Linked DNA regions of Mus musculus: regions 2, 3, 4, 5, 6 and 7 are each linked to region 1. Evidence: chromatin contacts called from public Hi-C, HiChIP or PLAC-seq and promoter capture Hi-C data. All regions are on one chromosome and are shown on one strand. The core of a region is the stretch at or near the end of the contact, and the rest is flanking DNA. Distances in the headings are between cores, read along the strand shown. Region 1 holds the start of Vangl1 (VANGL planar cell polarity 1). Region 2 holds the start of Bcas2 (breast carcinoma amplified sequence 2). Region 3 holds the start of Dennd2c (DENN/MADD domain containing 2C). Region 4 holds the start of Sike1 (suppressor of IKBKE 1). Region 5 holds the start of Igsf3 (immunoglobulin superfamily, member 3). Region 6 has its middle 14 kb from the start of Gm40109. Region 7 overlaps Tspan2 (tetraspanin 2).

Region 1 (2,700 bases), core at 144-2,643:
AAACTCTAATTAGTGGTTACATAAAATGGCTAATTATGCCTCCCTGGGCTCCGACGGTTTCTGCCATGGCACTTACAGAGCCTAGGAGCTGTGTAATCAACACGCCCACTAGAAGGAGAAGGCTAATTAGTATTGTTGATTGGTGACATAACTTATAATATTTTTTCAGCAAACCCCGTAAAACGTATAAACACGTCAGTGAAAACACTAGTCTTCACAGCTAACTTTTGGAATTCGCCTGTAAGGGCGCGCGCACTCCTGACCACAGTCCCCTCAAACGGGTTCAAACTAACGCACGCACCAACCACACAACCATGCCAATAAAGACCCCTGCCACCCCTCCATGAACTTCAGAAGGAGCTCATCTTCGCGATCTGGGCATCACACCCGGTTTGGAGACATGAAAATTGAGATTGCCCGGCTCCGACTCTCCTCTCCTCATCACTTAGCCCACCAGGCTACGGCTCCGCCCCCACTCCTGCTTCCACCACCGACGCTTTTAAATTTTTATAAAGCTTCACACTTCTCTGGGCGCGCTGCTCGGGGCAGTTCAATGGCTGCAGGATGAAATAAGGTTCGACTGGTGTCTAAGGCTGCCCGAGTGCGGCGAGGTTGCCCAGGACAGGGACTCCTCCTTTGGCTGGGACTGGCTGCTCGCCTCTGCTCCGCCCCGGCGCTTTTGAAAGTAAACTACCTGCCTGTTGCGCTCCGCGATGCGCAACTGGCCGCGCCCCCCAGGCCTCCCGGGCTGCGGTTTTGTAAGCGAAGTGAGAAACACGAGCCAGCTCCGTTCCTGTGCTGGAAAACCGGCCAGTTGACCCCGGGTCCTGGCGGGGACCCCCATCGCGTTCTGCCCTGCAAGGCGCGTCCAGCCACTGGTTGCCTCCGACACGCCGTCATTCCCTGGCCACCACCCGGCACGCGCACTCAGGGGCGCACTCCGAAGGCCAGACAAGGCAAAGAAGTCCGAGGTAGCGCAGGCTGCCCCAGGACTCCGAGCACTGGAATGGAGCGGAGAGAGCCCGGGGCAGGGATGGAAGGACCCGCGTCTCGGGGAGCTCGACCCGGAGGAACCCAGGGGTCTCCCGGTCCGAGGGCCCGGACCCCAGTCGGACTGCTGGGGAGCAGGGACACCCGCAGTTGGCCTGACCTCCCACCCAGCTCAGTCTCGAGCCGCCGCGCCGCGCCGCGCCCGCCTCTCCCGGGACTCACCCCGGCGCCGGCCCGTCGCGCTCCACGCCCGCGCTCTCGGCTGCAGCGCCCGGGCTCCGCGGCCTGCGCTGGGCTGCAGTGGAGGCACAGCCCCGCCGCGGCCGCTGGTCTCTGCTGCTTTCCGCTTCCTGTCCCGGCGCCGCCCCGCAGCCCCAGCCCAGCCCTGCTAGCCCGGCGCGGCCGCCAGCCAAGAGCTGCGAGCGCTGCGGGCCCCGCTGCCGGCCCGGCCCACCTGCAGCGGAGGGCGGGGCACGGGGACACACACACACACACACACACACACACACACACACACACACACACACACACACGGCCTGGCCAGGGACTGACATCTCCCCTCCCAAGTGGACCCACTAGCACACAGCCTAACAAATCTCATCCTGAACACACACACACACACACACACACACACACACACACACACACACACGGCCTGGCCAGGGACTGACATCTCCCCTCCCAAGTGGACCCACTAGCACACAGCCTAACAAATTTCATCCTGAATTCCTGAATACATGACGCAGGGGTTGATGTCTCTCCACCCAGCACCCCAACATACCCCCAAGATCACACACGCACGCGCACACACACACACACTTACAATTGTGCATAAAATCCAAGCCCTCATTGTTTGCCATCATTAAAAGCTCCAACCCGCATATCCACATGGCTCAAGAACCAATTTCTACCCCTCCCCCAACTCATACATTTTTCAGCACACATAATACACTTAAACTCCAATGTAGCTCAAGAGATGACCCAGCCCGTAACCACCAACGCCCACAGTCCTACAGCAGCTTCTCCCCGCTCCTCTTCTACCAGAGCAGACATGCCTGCCTACTGGAAACTACCAGGAGAGCGCATCTCTGAAGGCAGGGAGCCAAAAGTTCCAGACCGATTGAGACCACTTCCCTCGCTAAGCTTCCTTTCCCTGTCTGGATAGTGGTGAGGACTCTAATGTCCTTGAAGGGTTGAAATTCTAGTATTAGAAAGTGCAGAACAGTTGGCAACTGTTTTTGTGAATATTCTCACCCTTCTTTCTTAGTCGTCATAGAATCCATGCCCAGAATGACAGATCTATAGCTGCCATGACAAAATGCTCCCGCGAAGGCACGCACAGCGGGAAGTGCTGAATCTGCAGTTTGTTTGCAGGAATGCTGGGGGTGATTTGCCTTGCGAAAATGCAGGCTCTTTGTGAAGTAGCCTTGTTTGGGAACCTGTAGCCTCAGGAAGTCCTTACTGTCTGCTTTTTCCTAACTCCTCTATATTCCATTTTCTCCACCATCCAGGCCACGTCCTTCTAAGTACACCCAGATGTTCACGGTGGCAGGACGATGTTCCACACTCCTAGCCTCCAGACTCCAATGACCCCACCATCTGCATGTACCTGAACTGCAGCCTCTAAATGACTCCGGAGAGCAGATCTAGAGTCCAGCATCCCGTTTCCTCGGGTAAATCCAGCTGTCTGCCCGGCATGCTTAGCTGCTA
Region 2 (2,700 bases), core at 148-2,647, 970 kb after region 1:
CTACAGCCTGAGGGGTTGAGAGGCAACGTGGAGTAATATTTTATTACCACAAATCCTAAAGGCAAAAATGATTGGGTTTTGTATAGGCCCTAAAGACAAAAAATAGCAAGATTTTCTCATTATTTTATCTGATCACAGCCTTCCCTCCCACCTATCCTCCTACTCCCTCTCTTCTCTCCTTTCCCCATCTTCTCCCTTTCTCCTCAGAGAAGGGGAGGCCTCCCGTGGATATCAGCCTTGGCATAGCAAGTTGCAGTAAGACTAGGCCTATCTTCTGTTGAGGCTAGACAAGGCTGCCCAGTTAGGGGAAGGGGGTCCAAAGGCAGAGTCAGAGACAGCCCCTGCTCCAGCTGTTAGGGGTCCCACAGAAGCTGCATATCTGTTACATGTGTGTAAGGATCCAGGACTGTCCATTGCAGCCTCTTTGGTTGGTGGATCAGTCTCTGTGAACCCCTGCGGGACCAGGTTAGTTGATTCTGTATGGCTTTTTTTGTGGTGTCCTTGACCCTTCTGGTTCCTTCATTCCTTCCTCCCCTTCTTCCACAAGATTCCCAGAGCTCTGCCTAATGTTTGGCTGTGGATCTTTCCATCTGTTTCCAGCAGCTGTTGGGCGAAGCCTCTCCTGTCTGGAAGTGTAGCAAAACATTAATAGTGTCAGGGGTGGGCTTGCTCTCATGGGATGAGTCTCAAGTTGGGCCTTGATCATCCCCTCAGTTTCTAGTCCATCTTTATCCCCACACATCTTGTAAGCAGGACAAATTTTGGTTTTGTGGGTAGATTGGTGTCCCCATCAATCCATTGGAAGTCTTGCCTGGTTCCAGGAGGTGGCCATTTCAGGTCCTATATCCCCTGTTGCTTCAAGTCTTATGGTCACCCTAGCATATTCCTGTGAGTTTCCCTTTTTCTGGGCTTCTAGCTCTCCCCTGAGTTGCCTCCACTCCAAGGCAGAGCTTCTAAAATGAGGCATTTTATAGTTATAATTACAGTCATGGAAGGGATGAGGTGTTTGCAGTGCTGCGGACTGACCTGGTTTTGCCATTGAGCCGCACCCCTCAGGTTGTTGGATCTAAAAATTTAATTGGAAAATAGGCGCACATTTCTAGTTTCTATAAAAGAACATTCTTAAGGGACCGGCTGCGAAATGAGGATAAAGCAAGGGAGCGCTAGAAGCCCAGCACTATGTGAGTCTAAACAATGGAAGGTTAAAGGATGTGGAAAATATATTTCTCCCCTCCAGCCAAGTCCAGCAACCACCTCTTCCGAAGTCTGCCCTACCCACTCCTTCAAAAAAAAAAAAAAAAAAAACGGCACCCATACAAAGAAAGGCACCCCGGCACGCCAGCACGTGATGCTTAGGCTTAGAGCCTAGTGGCTATAATTACCAACTGCGCGTGCGCCCGAATCGAAGCCCCAAAGGCAGCGGCGTGTGTGACGTCATTCCAGGCGCAGGCGCAGTGGAATTAGAACCGAGGCTGCGCAGACTCAGAAGGCGCTCTTGAAGCCTAGTGCCGCGCGATGGCGGGCACGGGCTTGGTAGCCGGAGAGGTGGTGGTAGATGCGCTACCATATTTTGACCAAGGCTATGAGGCACCCGGCGTGCGGGAAGCGGTGAGTGCGGGTCATGTGCGGCGGGTCCGCCGAAGGCACGCCGCCCTTTCCCGCCGCGACCCTGGCCTGTTCTCGTTCTTAGGCGGCGGCCCTGGTGGAGGAGGAGACGCGCAGATACCGACCTACCAAGAACTACCTGAGCTACCTGACGGCCCCGGATTATTCTGCCTTTGAAGTAAGTGTGCCTTTGAAGTAAGCCAGGAGGCTTGCGGACTTTGATACGGGAGTGAGGGCTTTAGCTGTGTAAAGTGAACTCCACCTTCCAAGTTAGCTGGTGCCTGCAGCTCGTACTGAGTGCCATGTAGGTGTGAGTCGGTTTGAAACCGCCAGATGCGCATGTCACGGGCTTCGTACTACAAGAACCTGCGAAATGCTCCATTAGTTTCTGCAGATTTGTTTAATAGTGTGCACCTCCGTGTGTGTGTGTGTGTGTGTGTAGAAGAGTCATGGTACATTTCACAAAAGGGCCCTTTATTCTCTAAGGTCCACTCAAGAACAGGTATCACTCACGAGATTTTAATATTTATAATCTTAAGTACCTGTACTCTTTGCCACCCCTGGAGGGAGATTCTTTTGTACCAAGTCTCAGATAGTTAACAGGTGTATGAATGCCTGAACAAGCATGTCTAACTGCATGCTGTTTTTAAGTGGTTATTCTACAAGTGCAACCAAAAAACACCACTTAGATGTTGTTAGAAGCACTTTCAGGCTGAAAGGAGACTGCTCCATGCGCAGGGATGTGTGATACTTCGGATCTAGATGCCAGGTTTTTAAACTGGGTTGTGACTCCTCAGTGGGGGTTTCATAACTGATGTGGGAGCTGCAAGAAATTTGGCAAGAGTAAAAAGTACTAACCCAGAAATTAATTGAAAACTCAAGTCCCAGATCTAAGCTCTGGTCCATGTTACATCATGTGACTTCACCATTTACACTGTACCCAAACAGTTTACACTGTGTCAGTTCGTCATGCAGCAGCGGAGACTTCCTGAAATGATTCAAGACTGTTGTGTGTTGTGAATTACAACGTGACGTGGGGCTGGGATTAAAGCTGTTTTCAGAGTTCCACAGCTGGCTGACTACAGGGCATTGAAA
Region 3 (2,700 bases), core at 23-2,522, 900 kb after region 1:
ATGAGAGGGCAGTAGAACACATGCATGTTAATTAACGTTCATCTTGGAATTCAAATCTTCATCCTGCTAAAGAATCTTCGTGGATGCAAACTTCAAAATGTAAATCTTAAAAACGCTGTTTTAGTCCCGAATTTCACCTTGTACAACTATCTGTGATACTTTCCAAACAGACTAGATTAAATGCCACTTGTGTTGGCTCAGGACTATGCTTGCACCCCAGAAGCAGGGGTAGGAGGATAAGAAGTTTGAAAAATAATAAAGAACACACATGTCTACATTTAAAGACATACACATTAGGTAAGGGATCAATGGAGTTTGCAATGTATTCCAAACCATATTTACATTTATTTCCTCACTGGAGTATTTTAAAGGAATTGTCAATACTTCTCCCTCAGGTAGAAAGTAATCCTTTTACTGTCCCCACCTCATGTCCCCACCTCATAGCTTCACAAGGGATTGGGACTTTTTTTTTTTTTTCCAAGTCTTGGTTGAGTTGGCTGGTGACAGTCATCCGCGATGTGTAATTAAACACCTCTCTGTGGCAGTCTTCTATTTTGGTACCTCTGTGTGAACAAGCCAGGGAAGTTTGGTTACCAGACACAAGGTCGGATGGAGTGGGTGGGGTGGAGTGGGGCGGGGCGCGGTGAGGTGGGGCAGTTAGATCGTGCTGGGAAATAGGTTCCACTCATCCCAGTCTCGCAGAGTGAAACTGGGCTATTCTTGCAGCAGGCACAGAGCCATGTGCATACCTGAGCAAGATCGTGTGGTAGGGAGAATTTAAGCGTGAGTCTCAAGTGGGTGTGGCAACCCAGTCGGCACCCGGACTAGGCACCAAAGGCATCCGGCTTGTGATTCCAAACCCGGGGCCAGGTGCGTTATTGGCATCTCTTTACTAGCTGGCATTCCCGATGAATGTTTGCTCCCTGAGCTGCTTTGGGGTTTTCTTAAAGAAGTTGCTGTTTGGCTCCTCTGGTTCTACTAGGCTCTGCCTTGCTGTAAAGGTCTGTCTCGTGTAGTCGCACAGACCGTAGATCCGGAGATAGAGCTTTGGCTCCAGGCCTGGGCAGGGGCTGCACCGTGGAACCAGCGCGGTGCAGCGCACACTGGTACCCCAGCGCTGGGGGCGGAGAGACCGCCTGGCGTGGGTTCCGAGCCTTGAGGAGAGCCCTGGAAGGACAGAGCCTTACTGGGTGAGCTCGGGGGCGTGCCCAGGCAAAAGAGGGCGTGTCTTAGCCTGGAGGGCGGGGACTGCGGAACCTGTGGGGGCGGGACGAAGATGTGGGCGCTGGATCCCAGAGGCCACCGACGCGAGTCTGGGATCCCTGCGCGAGGCGGCGTCGCGGCCCAGGCAGGTAGGCGACGGGATGCAGCGAGGGAGTGGGGCCATGGGGCCTCTGCCGCTCAGCTGTTGGCGTCGCCCCATGGCGTCCCGTGTGTTCGTGGTCAGCCGAGAGCTGGGTACCTCGGGCCAGGGGAAGGCGGGTGTCAGCCTGCGAGCCGCGGGCGCGGTCGGGGGTGCAGGGCCGGGGAGCCCAGGCGCTCGCCGCCGCGAGGAAACGCGCCTATCAGGCGGTCTTGAACTTGGACGTGCCCGGACGGAGCACTTCAGACAAGCGGTAAAGCGTGTGTTCGCGCGCTTTGCTTCGGAACTACGGGGCAGGCACGATAGAGGAAGTCGTCAAGTAGTTTTTTAAGATAAAATTCCTACAGTGGGACTGGAGTAGGACTGTGGAGTAACCAGGAGAGAAGATGATGATTAGATTGTGAGTCAAAAGGCTTCGCTCTGGAGCTCAGAGCCGCAAACAAACCGTCACACCTCCGTCAGGGTTAACTCTAAGAGGTGTGTGTCCCCGGAGTGCAAAACTGGGACGCTCATGGGTTCTCATGTTCTGAGAGGAATGACAGTGTTCTACAAATGTCAGGCATTGTTGTTTGATACACACACACATGCACCCCGGAGCATGTGTAGTTTGTAAAACTACTAAGTGCCTAGTACAGTAGGCACCCTGGTAAACCTTTATCCCAAAGCTACTACTGATTCGCCTGTATTGTTAGAGAAAGTTCTAACTTCTGTTTACTATGTAAATAAGTTATCTAAGCGTCATTTCCACATAATCACCATTGTTTGAAGAGCAGAGCTATTCTTAACTGAGTCATGACATTTTCTAAAATAGCATGCTATCTGTATACCGTAGTGCAATCATTTACCATGAAGCTTGTACCAATCAGAAAATCTGTTACTTTGCCTTAGATTAGCTGAAGGTATTTCATAAAGTGAGCTGAGAGTACTGCCTCAAAACAAGACTTTTATTTTGCAAATTCAGGGGCTGCTTATAAAAAGATCTGAGTTCTCTAAAACAAAGTTAATGTGTGGCTGTGGCATTTGTACAGTTTTTATTATAGACATTTGTGTTCTCTACTTGTGTGTGTGTGTGTGTGTGTGTGTGTGTGTGTGTGTGTGTGTGTATTTTAGGGAGAGATGGGAAATTTAAAAAGGAATAGCAGTCTGTAACCATGAGGTTTCTACTAGGGATACGTAAGAGTGATCTGGAGTATTTTCAAAGACAGAAACCAGCAACTGTAGTAATTGTGTCTCAAGGCCTCTTGTTAGTCTGTTAAATGTGGCAATTGACTTTTTTTAGATGCAGAAATATCAGTGTTTTTGATTGAGAACAGTAGGCAATTTCTTTCCTTTTCTTA
Region 4 (2,700 bases), core at 66-2,565, 790 kb after region 1:
CCAGGGAGACAAGGGGGGGAAACTAAGTGAAATGTTAGAAACAAATAAACTAGCCTGTTCACAGTTGGGTATTCTCATGCACGGTGGCTGGGAGCATCAGGAGAGGCCCCTCCCTTCTCACCTGAGACTTATACTGCTGGCAACCGAAAACTTGTCCCCACTTCAGCCCTTCCTAATGTCCTAACCTATGCCCACATGCCTTAGGTAAGTTTATTTGGGCTACCAGTACAACCTTCAAGTGTCCCCCAATTTCTCCAGAACTGAGGGGATCTTTACCCCTTAATGTCCAGCTCACATAATCTGAGCCCTCATCCTGTGTGACTTCAAGGGGGTTGTGTACTCCTCAAGTATTTCTAAGAGTCCTGGGAAACGCTCCTCACAAAACGTTTGCAAATATATCCTGGTCTTTGTTGTAAACTTATTCGAGGCTATTATTCTGTTTTCCCAAAGTTGTTTTCCTTCCGAATGAAAATTATTTCATCTTCCCAGAGGCAACCTCTTAACACAGTTTTGTAAGTGTAAAATTTTTACAATAGGCATTTCCCCAAATCACAAAAGTACACCAAACATCACGTGTTTCTAAACTTTACATCTGAACTCAAGATAAAAGAGACTGTAGGACAGGGAAAATGATTCTTTAAAACACAGCATTACTACTATTCTACTGTCCTAGACTCTTTTGGACAAAAATATTTTAGGAAAGAATTCCCTGTCAGCCACCGTACTCGTTAAACACAGTCAGCCATAGTGCTGTAGAATAGCAGAATAGCTCCCAAATCAAAAGGCTTCCAACATTGCACTAAGGAAAGATTTTCCTTTGTGTATGTGCACACGCGTGTGCATCTAACTGATTGCATACACAAGTGCAGTTGTGGAAGTCAAAGGACAACCTCAGATGTCATTCCCAGACACTGCTCACCGTTTAAAGGAAGAAGGGAGGGAAGGAAAAAAGGAAAAGGGGGAGGTGAGGAGAAAGAAGAGAAGAAATGGAAGGAGGGAGGGAGGAAAGGAGAGGTTCCGGTGTATTTTACCACTTATTGGGGGTGAGTATCTGTTTCATCAGTTTGTTACAATCCCATTACTAAATAACAAACTACATCAATCAAAACCAGAAGAAAAGTTGAACTAAGACCGGAACAGAAATAACTTCGTGAAAAACCAGGATGTGGCACCAATCCGACCTCTGCTGCTCCACCCTAGAAAGGCTAAGGCTGTGGCGAAGCCTGAGGGTAACCAAGAGTCCACCTCTGCGCAGGCGCCGACCGAGATGCCACCACGCCTTTAAAGTGCACCCGGAAGTGACGCGATTCGCGCTGAGCCAGGGCCGGGTAAGGTCTGAGCGAAGCGCCTAGGCTAGCGGGCCCGGCGCGCCTCCTCGGCCACTATGAGCTGCACGATCGAGAAGATCTTGACGGACGCCAAGACGCTGCTGGAGCGGCTGCGCGAGCACGATGCGGCGGCCGAGTCGCTGGTGGACCAGTCGGCTGCGCTGCACCGGCGGGTGGCGGCGATGCGGGAGGCGGGCGCCGTGTTACCCGAGCAGGTCGGCCGGGGGCCGAGCCGCGCCCAGGGGTGGACGCTGCGGGCGGGTGGGTGGGGTCGCGCGGCCTGATTTATCTTGGTCTGGAGGGCAGGGCGGATGTGTGAGCTTCCTGTGTCGTGGGTGGGACTGCTGCCTCCTCCGCAGCACCTGCCCATGTTTACAGTGCCTTAGTCTGTCTTTCTGTCCAGTATCAAGAGGATGCATCCGACGTGAAGGACATGTCTAAATATAAACCTCACATTCTGCTGTCTCAAGAGAATACCCAGATTAGAGACTTACAGCAGGAAAACAGAGGTTAGTCAGGCGTGTGTGTGTGTGTGTGTGTGTGTGTGTCTAGGATTTTTTTTTTCTGGTAATACTACTTTGGACATTCTTACACAAGTGCCTGAACAGTTCACAAGCGTGCACATCGCATACATATATTTAGATCAGTGCTTCAAGGGTCAACTGGTAACAGTAAAATCTGTTAGATTGCTCTTTTAAAAGTCTTCCTGGTTGATGACCTTGAAAGATGTATTCAGTAGTTTAGCAGAGTTGAATTGTTAGATGGCTGGGGAGTGACCACATACCAAATGGAGGCTTCTATAACTAAAGTTCATAGTCTCCAAATGTAACATTTCGATATTAGAGTGAACACTAAAGTTAAGATCGACGTTTCTTTAATGTTCCTGTGCAAGATGGAAGGCTAGAACTTCGTCCCCCAAATACATAGTCTTAGGGTTGTTGATGACAGCAGGATGGTAGTTGTCTGATGGAGCCCTTTTACATCTGCCATTCCACTCTATGCCCCTGACCAAGTATTTACACAATGCAGCTAAGAAACAGGTTCACAGACACCAGTTGGAACCAGCCAGAAGGCCTGAACTGCCAAGCTGGAGGATCTGAGGCCATTCCAAGGGCCTACGTGGTTTAAGGAGAGAACTGACTCCTGGGGGTTCTTCTCTGACCCGACATGTGCCGTGGTTCACACAAATCAACAAAATGTAGTTTTTTTTTTTTAATTTTAATGAGCTCATTTTTGCTTCTGAGAAGTCAATTAGAAAACTGAATTCAAATCCGTGCCTCGTGATTACACGTCCCATTTTATTTGCACAAGACTCTACTGCCTAGAGAGTTGGTTTTCAGGTACACTGTTCACGTCTGTGGGCTTGAATACT
Region 5 (2,700 bases), core at 90-2,589, 830 kb before region 1:
GGACCCCTCAAACTCCAACCTTCATCCTTCCGTCTCTGAATCCTGATCTCAGACACTGAGCCTCTCTCACACCCACCTAGACATTCCATGGAGCCCACCCCCTGATTGCCAGGGCCTCTCTGTTCCCATAGCTGCCTGTGTGGTTACTTCTATTTCCTGGATTTTTCAGCCATGATCCACCACAACATCTTTAATATTCCGGGAAAACTCTCCCACCCACCCTCCAATCCTAGGTCAAGTGCTTTTTCTAAAATGGAGCTCTGATTGCTACAGGTCCTTACTCAAACCATTCAGGGGCTTTCTCCTGGGCGTAAGCTTAAAGCCCAGCCCTCCCCCCCCCTTCCGATTTTTTGTTATAACTCTTCCTGTCAGTCTTTCCTCCAGTCTAGTTAGGGTCCCACAGGGCTTTTTCTCATAGGTACTGAATCTTTCTTCTCTGGGCATATAAAGTTATGTTTCCAGGGCCTATCATTGTCCTCTGTACCCCTCCTCCCTTGTTCCGTGGTTTTATACTCCGTTTTCTCTAGGACAAGGCTTCCTGGGCCTTACCCAGCCCAGCACTTCACCCCAGGAACACAGTGTTGGAATGGGTTCATTCCACACCATTTATGTATGGCCTACTGTTAGTGTTCCCAAGTAGATCACAAGTCTGCAAGGGCAGTACGATCCAACCTGCTCCTGTAACGAGTCGTTTTTAGCTCCTTGTGTTTGATAATATTGAGTAAGTATGGTGCCACTTGCATGGATAGCACTGTTAAGAAACTAATGACAGTTCATTTGTAACTGAGTGCTTTTGACATATGAGGCATTCCGCTAAGTGCTTTACAAGAATGACGTGGACACCTCACACAACCCTATTAAGCAGAGCTTATTTACTCTTTGTGACAGATGAGCAGACTGAGGCACAGAGAGGTTAAGCAACACAGAAGCTAAGGCTATGAACCTAGGCTGTCTCTGGGGTCCAGATTATGCTAGAGTGAAGCACAATGTGGAGGTTTGTTATAGAAATAGACTCAAGTCTCCAGCGAAGCGTTTTGCTATTGTTTACCGGGCGAAAGACGCGTCCCCGGGAGCCTGGGCTTTGGGAGGGGCCCTTGGGGCGCGAACCCCAGGTTAACTTTCCATCAGCTCATCCCAGGTGGTCCGCAGCTGCGTGCGGGTGCAGCCAGAGAGCGCCGGGGCGGTGGGCGGGGCGTTCCGGGGGCGTGTCCCCGTGAGGCCACCGCCTTCGCCCTTGCTCGCCTCGCGGGGAGCTGCGGGCCAGGCCGGAGCTGGAGGGCGGGGCCTGGGGCGGGGCGGGAGCAGGACGGCCTGAGCCGCTGCGGGAGGCGAGGAGGAAGCCGTGCGTCTTGGGAGGCGTGCGGGACACAGGACCGGCGAGCGTTCGGTTGCTGGGAGCTGCGGGGCCCCGGGCGAGGTGAGCGCGGGCGGGCGGGCGCGGATCCGGGTTGGGGGCGCGGGGACTGTGGCGTGGCGATCGGCGTCCCGCCCCGGGCCCAAGCCCCTTTCTCCGTCGGAGCCGGATCGCGCCGGGCGGGCTCAGCTTGCCGCAAGCGGAGCCCCGAGCCCCTTTTCGGACCCTTTTCTTTGCCAGTGTCTCAGACTCAACCGCCGGGGAGGTAAAACAATAGCGGGCCACCTGGGACGCGGCGCGCCCCGGCTCCCACGGTCGGCGCCCCGAGTCGCGGCCCCGCGCCAGCCCCGTGGCGACCCGCGCTGCCGAGGGTGGGGCTGCCTGCCGCGCCCCGCTCCGTAAACCGTGACGGGAAAAGCCCGCGAGTGAGAGAGGCATTTGGTGAAAGTGTTTTGAGAACAATCATAATTGCCCTGCTCTGGGCGGGGAAACTGAGGCGTGGGGAACGGAAGGTAAGATTTGTACAAGGTCAGGATGCACACATGGGCTGCCCTCGCCCAGGGAAGGGACCCAGGTGGCTCGGCTGGCCAGTCGGGTGCTTTGGCCTCTCTCGGTTTTGCGGCGGTTGTGTTGGCCTTAGATAAATGTCTGTTGTGTTTGTTTTAGGAATCTGCGGGCTTTTGTGGGACCACTCTCGAGCTATCAAATGCCAGCTTACTTCGTGTGCCCTGGGAGGTTCTGGGGCAGGTGACGGTACCGTGACCTCTCACTATGGATGGAGATGGACTTTTTGATGAAGAAATCCGAAGTGTCTTTACCAATCCGGGTGTTTTGGCTGTCTTGGGTTTTGACAAAACCTGCCTGGTTCCCTTTGGGGGATCCGAATGAGCGATCTCAGACACCTTCACTGCGAAGCCAAGGACATTTCTGTATAATCAGCGCATGAAAGGATTTTCTCAGACTCTTTCCTCCCGTTTTCCTCGAGGATTAATCCACCAGAATCCATAGTTCCGGTGGAGTCTGCAAGGCATATACAATGTGGCAGAAACCTTGAGCGCCTTCGGAATTGCTCTGGCCCCTGCCTTAGGCATAGAGGACTCTATTGCACACGCCACGCCACTCCCCTCCCCTGCCCCCAACTCCCTCCTTCTGACTACTCTGTCTTTGACTGGCTCTCATTTTCCCTGTGAAGTTCTGTTTCCAAACTGTTCCCTGGAGCTATAAGTGGATTGGCAGTAATGAGAGATTAGGCGGTGGGAAAAGCACGGTGCCCTGTGCAGTGTCCTTTTCCTGCTGCCGCTGCCGCCGACATGAAGTGCTTTTTCCCAGTGTTGAGCTGTCTGGCT
Region 6 (2,700 bases), core at 143-2,642, 710 kb before region 1:
GACAGGCAACAACAGAAAGCGCTCAAGGCAGATGTTCAACAGAAAGCAAAGGGAGCCTGTGTGTCTACCACAAGCCATTGCCTTCCTTCAAATTCGTTATGGACAGAAAGGGAAACCTAGTAACTGGGAACTCCTTTCTGAGTCGGCCACACACGACCTGACACAAGTCCGCTCTTCAACAGGGGAGATTTTCAGGTCCAGAGCTGGGATTCAGAGCGACCTGGGGCATTGAGAGAGATGTGGTCCGACTGCTGCTGCTTTCTGGGTTAAATCCAGGCCTCCCTGGCCATAGCACTTAGACACATTGATCTGATGCTTGATGTTAGGCCATGGGCAAGCTGCTCAGAGCTTTGGACTCTGAGTCACATCTGAAAATTGGGAACCGTGGTGCCTGTGTCAGCACATGGGGGTTCAGCACAGCACCTGCCCCCCCCCCCCCAACCCCAGGCCAGTAGCTCTCATACAGATGATTCTCTGTGATTAAGTGCGAGGCAATCAGCAACAGGAAGTTGTGAACATTGGTCCTACAGAGTCCTTGCCTGTCAGATGAGACAGCAGCTCCTGGGCCTCGGCTACCGCTTCTGACTACTGCTGAGCACAGGGACTCAAAACAAGCGTCACCTGCTGCTTTCAGCCACGCTGACAATCCCAGTGTATACAACGTTGATAAACAATTAAAATAGTGTAGCATGGCAGCTTGGGTGGTGGTGGGTCACACCAGTTATCCCAGTACAAAGACGTAGAGGCAGGAAGATAGGGAGTTTGAAACCAGTCGAAGGCACCTAGCAAGACCCTATCTCAAACATCACCCTCTGCAGAATTGAGGACAGTAAGGTGTATCAGCAAGTTAAAGGCACTTGGCACCAAGCCTGAAGTTGATCCCTGGGACTGACTGCTTCAGGTTGTCCTCTGTCCTCCACACAAGCATGGTAGCAAACATGCATAGCCCCCAACACAAAATAAATATATAAAAGGCAATAAAAATATATTTTTCGATCTCCATAAAAATTAACCACCCCAAACTGACAACACAAAATACTTCCGGAAACAGAGCTTAGCTGGAGGCAACTGAGACAGCTTCCCATATGTCAAGTTGTTGTGGAAGGTCAAATCTGTCTGCAGACTGAACTCCAGAGCCTATGAAAGGCCACGGAGTCAGAACTGAAGGGAAAACCTGCAAACAGGCAATGCCCAATGGTAGTGTAGTTAGGCTTTGCATAACAGCCTCTTCAGGGAGCTCTGAAGAGAGCAACACCTTTTAAGTCTACTGTACTAGATGAGTTCCTTAAAGTCAAAAGACCTAGAAAAACAGTGTCCCTGTTGTCTACAGAGCCCATGGCAAGGGAGGCAATACCAGAAATGGACACTAGAGGGCTCTCTCACACAAGTGATGTGACAGCCGTTCAGGTTCTTGAGCAGCTCCTTGGCAAGCTGAGAAAGGTCTGTCCAAGCCTGGGTGGGAAGACTGCCGCGGCTTGAGCAGTCATGTGATTAACTGTTAGAGATTTACAGAAGCCACACATGGCTTGTGGTGGGCAGACTTCTGTGAGCTAGCCGCCTTTCCTATGCACAGAAAGCTCCTGGTGACATTGTCTGCTCTTTGAGATTACTCCTGAGTATCTACATCATGTACAGTTGCTTCCCGGCCCCTGTCTTCTCACAGTCAACACCGCCAGCTGCTGCCACTCTGCGGCTGGGCAGATGAGAAGCACATTCAGGCTCCAGCAACAGCTGCAGTTGTTCAGTTGTTCAGCCCTCTTCGGAGCGCTGGTGGCTGGGTTTGGTTTCCGGTTTTGCCTCTTGCTGTCTGTGTCACCTTGGGCGAGCCATCTCCTTTCTGGGCCTCAGTTTCTTCATCTGTAGAACAGTTGGTACTAATCTCAAAATGACTTCCAGTAAAAATGGAGTTGATTGGTGTCTTAGTCAGGGTTACTATTGCTATGATGAAACTCCATAACCAAAAGCAAGCTGGGGAGGAAAGGGTTTATTTGGCTTACACCTCCACATCACCATTCATCACTGAAGAATTCAGTATAGCACCTCAGACAGGGCAGGAGCCTGGAGGCCGGAGCTGATACAGAGGCAGTGCTGCTCACTGGCTTGCTCCCCATGGCTTGCTCAGCCTGCTTTCTTGTGGAACCCAGGACCACCAGGCCAGGAATGACACCACCCACAATGGGCTGAGCCTTCTCCCATTGATCAATAGCTAAGACAACGCCCTACATGCTTGGCTACAGCCCAATCTTATAAAGACGTTGTCTCAATTGCGGCTCCATGCCCTCTGATAACTAGTTCGTGTCAAGTTGGCATAAAACTACCCAGCACGAATGGGAAACACCTCTAAACAGTAATACTTTGAGTTAGTCACATTATTACTCGGAGCAGGGCTTGGCAAACATTTTCTATAAAGGGCCAGAGAGTGAATGACCTGACAATATAGAAACAGACTAGTGTGGCTGTGTTTCAATAAAACTTTATTTTAGTACAATGGACAACTTCATGGGCAGTGAGTTGTGAGATGTGTTTGGCTTAGGGGTTTTGTTTCACCAACTCTCACTGCCTGCTTTAGAAAGGTCTGTGAGCCTTCGGTGGATTCTTTGTCTAAAAGGCAATAAGAAAAACAACAGCTGTGCCTGGTGTGTGTGGTGTGTTTATAATCTCAGCTACTTGAAAAGCTGAGCCAGCCTGGTGTGATGGTGC
Region 7 (2,700 bases), core at 29-2,528, 560 kb after region 1:
AACTTTAAATGACAAGACCCCATTGTTTAACATTGGCCTTTTACTAATAACACAATATGGGTGAGAAAGATGTGAAATGAGCATTTTATAAAAGCTGGCATAATGGTCCTAAAGATTAGTGCAATCATGTAACCCAGAGCCTTAAATGAACTCAGGCTCTTTCATCTAGAAACTCAGAGTTTATTCTAAAGAAAGGGAATTTTTTAATGTGTGCAGGAGCTGGGGAGATAGCTCAGCTGATAAACTGTTTACCACACTAGCATGAGGACCTGGGTTTAATCCTTTGTACCGCAGAGAAATCTGGGTGTGGTAGAACTGCCTGCGATTCCAGTGCTGGGAAAGTGAAGGCAAATGATCACTGGGGCTCGATGGTCAGCCATCCTACCCTAATTGGTGAACCCCAAGTTCCGTGAGAGACCAAGTATCAAAAGACAAGATTGGCAGCCCCTGTGGCAAACATACACACAAAGGAAAAAAATGGAGGAAAATGCAGATAGAAATTTTTGTGCAGTGGTATTTATTACAAGACATATACATTAATGACCAAATACTGATTTCCTAACAGGCAACAGCAGGATATTGCTTAAATTATGATCCTTTCATAGAATATGTTTTATGGCCACTAGGAATCCCAATTTCAGAAGTATTTAATATAAGGCCATATTTTTAGTCTCTTCTGTTAAGTGTGAGAGCACACAGATCACTATGAAAGTGAACCGAGTGTGGGGGGTCGGTCCTTTTATGCACAAAGAATCATCAACAGTATTAGTTTTGATCGTAGCAGAGGACAGATGTTTCTTATTTTCTTGTTATTAATGTCTATTTTCCAAATCTCAATGACTCTGCATTCCCTTGTGAATAAGGAAAGCCAGTACATGTTTTATAATTTGTTTTTCACAAAAGAAGCCGTCTGTGAATGGAAAGACAGGCTGCTGGCAGAGCTGGAGGCGGGGCAGCAGCAGGAGACAGGTTGCTTTGCTTGCTTTAGATTGAAAATACTGAGTGAGCTAGTGAGCCTGGTGTCACTTGGAAACGTTAATGGAGATAACACGGCTGAGTGCATGGGAAGGAAGGGAAGAGGGTGGCTGGCAGGCTTCCTGAGAGAGTGAGACCCAGAGCCAGAGAAGGAGCTAACCTTCCACAGAGCAGACCGATGCTTTGGCTCTGAGGAGAGGAAGTTGGAAAGGGATTCTTGTACCTTTTCACACTCTCTCACTACCTTCAACAGAGCCTGGCACAGAGGGAAGGCAGTCCCGAGTCCTGGTGAAGGGGGAAAGGCTGGAAGGGCTGCGGATGGACTGTGGCTTTCTTTGGCATGCCAGGAACTGCTGTCTCCAGCAGTGCTCCAGGCTCTCAGCAGAATGCATTATCGTTCCTCTGGGGGTCTGCATCCTCTCCACCAGGCCCCTGAGAGCAGAGGAAGCTATATCTTACTGCTCCACACCCACCAACGCACTCCAGTGGCTTAGATGAGATCTGCAGAATCACTAAATATAAGGGGAGGCATGAGAGTGGTTACCATTTGCTAACTAACATATGCGGATGTCAGAGGATGCTAAAGATTTGTGTGCCCTGAGGATGCATCTGGGCTGAGAGTACCTCTGTGTAGGAAGTCTCCAAGTGGAAGTGTTTGTCACTGGGAAGCTAGTAATGGTTACAGACAGTCCCCTCTGCCTCCTGCCCAGCTTACCTCACCTTCCTACCCTTCCCCGCCTCCCCAATCCCTGAATGTTCTTCCAACCCCTGATTCACAGATTTCCTAAGGGTCAAAGGTTGGAACCACAGCCCAGCTGACACTGGAGGAAATGCTCTTCTGACTCCCAAGACCTGGTTTTCCTAAGGATTGGTTTTCCCTAATTTAATTTGACCCCATGCAGACTTTTAGTCTCTTAATAAGTTATGCATACCTTACATAGTCAAATACATCAAGTGTATAAAATTCCTTTTAAATTGTAAATGACAAAGAGGAGGTTATAATTTAGAGAATATCGCATTTTATCTTTCTTTACTGAAAGTAAGAAAAGGCTTAAGTTTTGGAATGCCGAGGGGGTCGGGGTGGGGGGGGGGAGTTGACTAGAAAGTTTTGTAGCACCATACTTCAGAGCTCTGAAGCAGACCTTTGGCCTAAATAGATAATCTTACCCAAAAAGAGAGACTTGTGTTTGCCCGACACTGTGTTTCTGCTTCACAGCTGTCAGGCTGACGTTACCCATGAGGGATGGTTTGCACGTGAGCAGAAGCTTACACTCATTAACTTACAGACCCAGATAGCAAAGGGAAGGATTGGGTCATGGGATGTGTCACACAATCAGTTTTTATGGATGGCTTTTTTTTTTTTTCTAAACAGAATTGCATCGACAAAATTGAAACCGTAATCAGTGCTAAACTGCAGCTCATTGGAATTGTTGGTATTGGGATTGCGGGTCTCACGGTAAGAAAGTTCTAGAATGTCTTCTTTTTTTTTACCTTCTAAGAAGCAGTAAACCCTTACATAGTATTTCTCTTCCAATTGGAGATGGCTGTATCTCATAATGGGTAAAGACTTTTGTTCACAGTACATCTCCTAAGAACAAAGTTAATGACATACATCAGTAGTAACTATATAAAATATGACACAAATTCCAGTATCCACCCAATTATGACCTTGAATTTGTCACTGAAACAACTTCCCATGTAAGCCTGCCGCCATAACCTTGGTAA

Evidence for each region. Promoter capture Hi-C pulls out the DNA fragments that hold promoters and counts their contacts. Hi-C and Micro-C count contacts between places; a contact is called where the count stands out from the background. HiChIP or PLAC-seq counts read pairs in DNA pulled down with a chosen protein or histone mark.
Region 2: a contact with region 1 is called in a promoter capture Hi-C map of embryonic stem cells, with 5 times the contacts expected there. The contact joins the promoter of Bcas2 here to the promoter of Vangl1 in region 1. A contact is called at or near these places in 2 of 39 promoter capture datasets (embryonic stem cells and hippocampal neurons) and 1 of 115 datasets of contacts at active chromatin or transcription factors (trophoblast stem cells).
Region 3: a contact with region 1 is called in an H3K27ac HiChIP or PLAC-seq map of extraembryonic endoderm stem cells, with 4 times the contacts expected there. The contact joins the promoter of Dennd2c here to the promoter of Vangl1 in region 1. A contact is called at or near these places in 7 of 39 promoter capture datasets (cranial neural crest, embryonic stem cells, frontonasal cranial neural crest and 3 more), 1 of 484 Hi-C or Micro-C datasets (embryonic stem cells), 2 of 115 datasets of contacts at active chromatin or transcription factors (extraembryonic endoderm stem cells and stem cell-derived neural progenitor cells) and 1 of 9 other capture datasets (embryonic stem cells).
Region 4: a Hi-C map of uterus shows a contact between it and region 1. The contact joins the promoter of Sike1 here to the promoter of Vangl1 in region 1. A contact is called at or near these places in 2 of 39 promoter capture datasets (embryonic stem cells and hippocampal neurons), 1 of 484 Hi-C or Micro-C datasets (uterus), 3 of 115 datasets of contacts at active chromatin or transcription factors (embryonic stem cells, extraembryonic endoderm stem cells and pancreatic cancer cells) and 1 of 9 other capture datasets (embryonic stem cells).
Region 5: an H3K4me3 HiChIP or PLAC-seq map of embryonic stem cells shows a contact between it and region 1, with 6 read pairs. The contact joins the promoter of Igsf3 here to the promoter of Vangl1 in region 1. A contact is called at or near these places in 1 of 39 promoter capture datasets (liver) and 1 of 115 datasets of contacts at active chromatin or transcription factors (embryonic stem cells).
Region 6: a FOXA1 HiChIP or PLAC-seq map of pancreatic cancer cells shows a contact between it and region 1. The contact joins the enhancer-like site here to the promoter of Vangl1 in region 1. A contact is called at or near these places in 4 of 39 promoter capture datasets (3T3-L1-derived adipocytes, cranial neural crest, hippocampal neurons and 1 more), 1 of 484 Hi-C or Micro-C datasets (pre-pro-B cells), 3 of 115 datasets of contacts at active chromatin or transcription factors (extraembryonic endoderm stem cells, forebrain and pancreatic cancer cells) and 1 of 9 other capture datasets (embryonic stem cells).
Region 7: a promoter capture Hi-C map of hippocampal neurons shows a contact between it and region 1, with 2.2 times the contacts expected there. The contact joins the enhancer-like site here to the promoter of Vangl1 in region 1. A contact is called at or near these places in 5 of 39 promoter capture datasets (the 3T3-L1 cell line, cranial neural crest, hippocampal neurons and 1 more) and 3 of 115 datasets of contacts at active chromatin or transcription factors (cardiomyocytes, embryonic midbrain and pancreatic cancer cells).

What each region holds. Positions count from the first base shown.
Region 1 is chr3:102,203,300-102,205,999 of GRCm38.p6, forward strand. Vangl1 (VANGL planar cell polarity 1) reads right to left here and starts at 1,394. Exons shown (of 8, transcript NM_177545.5): 1 at 1,213-1,394. Gm16160 (a long non-coding RNA gene) reads left to right here and starts at 541. Exons shown (of 3, transcript XR_375921.3): 1 at 541-971; 2 at 2,502-2,700.
Region 2 is chr3:103,170,258-103,172,957 of GRCm38.p6, forward strand. Bcas2 (breast carcinoma amplified sequence 2) reads left to right here and starts at 1,398. Exons shown (of 7, transcript NM_026602.4): 1 at 1,398-1,608; 2 at 1,691-1,783. The coding sequence starts at 1,516.
Region 3 is chr3:103,101,387-103,104,086 of GRCm38.p6, forward strand. It overlaps Dennd2c (DENN/MADD domain containing 2C), which reads left to right and starts at 1,273. Exons shown (of 19, transcript NM_001384113.1): 1 at 1,273-1,352.
Region 4 is chr3:102,994,425-102,997,124 of GRCm38.p6, forward strand. It overlaps Sike1 (suppressor of IKBKE 1), which reads left to right and starts at 1,316. Exons shown (of 5, transcript NM_025679.3): 1 at 1,316-1,543; 2 at 1,732-1,837. The coding sequence starts at 1,385.
Region 5 is chr3:101,375,786-101,378,485 of GRCm38.p6, forward strand. It overlaps Igsf3 (immunoglobulin superfamily, member 3), which reads left to right and starts at 1,340. Exons shown (of 11, transcript NM_207205.2): 1 at 1,340-1,417; 2 at 2,021-2,700. The coding sequence starts at 2,665.
Region 6 is chr3:101,492,654-101,495,353 of GRCm38.p6, forward strand. No RefSeq gene overlaps it. Among named protein-coding and RNA genes, the nearest start is that of Gm40109, 14 kb to the right of the region's middle. Within about 2 kb of position 1,393, at least 63 of the 459 cell types and tissues checked have an H3K27ac peak or open chromatin away from gene starts, as enhancers often do. A contact at or near this core is called in forebrain and pancreatic cancer cells, where this site is marked.
Region 7 is chr3:102,762,838-102,765,537 of GRCm38.p6, forward strand. It overlaps Tspan2 (tetraspanin 2), which reads left to right. Exons shown (of 8, transcript NM_027533.3): 7 at 2,348-2,431. Among named protein-coding and RNA genes, the nearest start is that of Tshb, 19 kb to the right of the region's middle. Within about 2 kb of position 1,279, at least 52 of the 459 cell types and tissues checked have an H3K27ac peak or open chromatin away from gene starts, as enhancers often do. A contact at or near this core is called in hippocampal neurons, where this site is marked.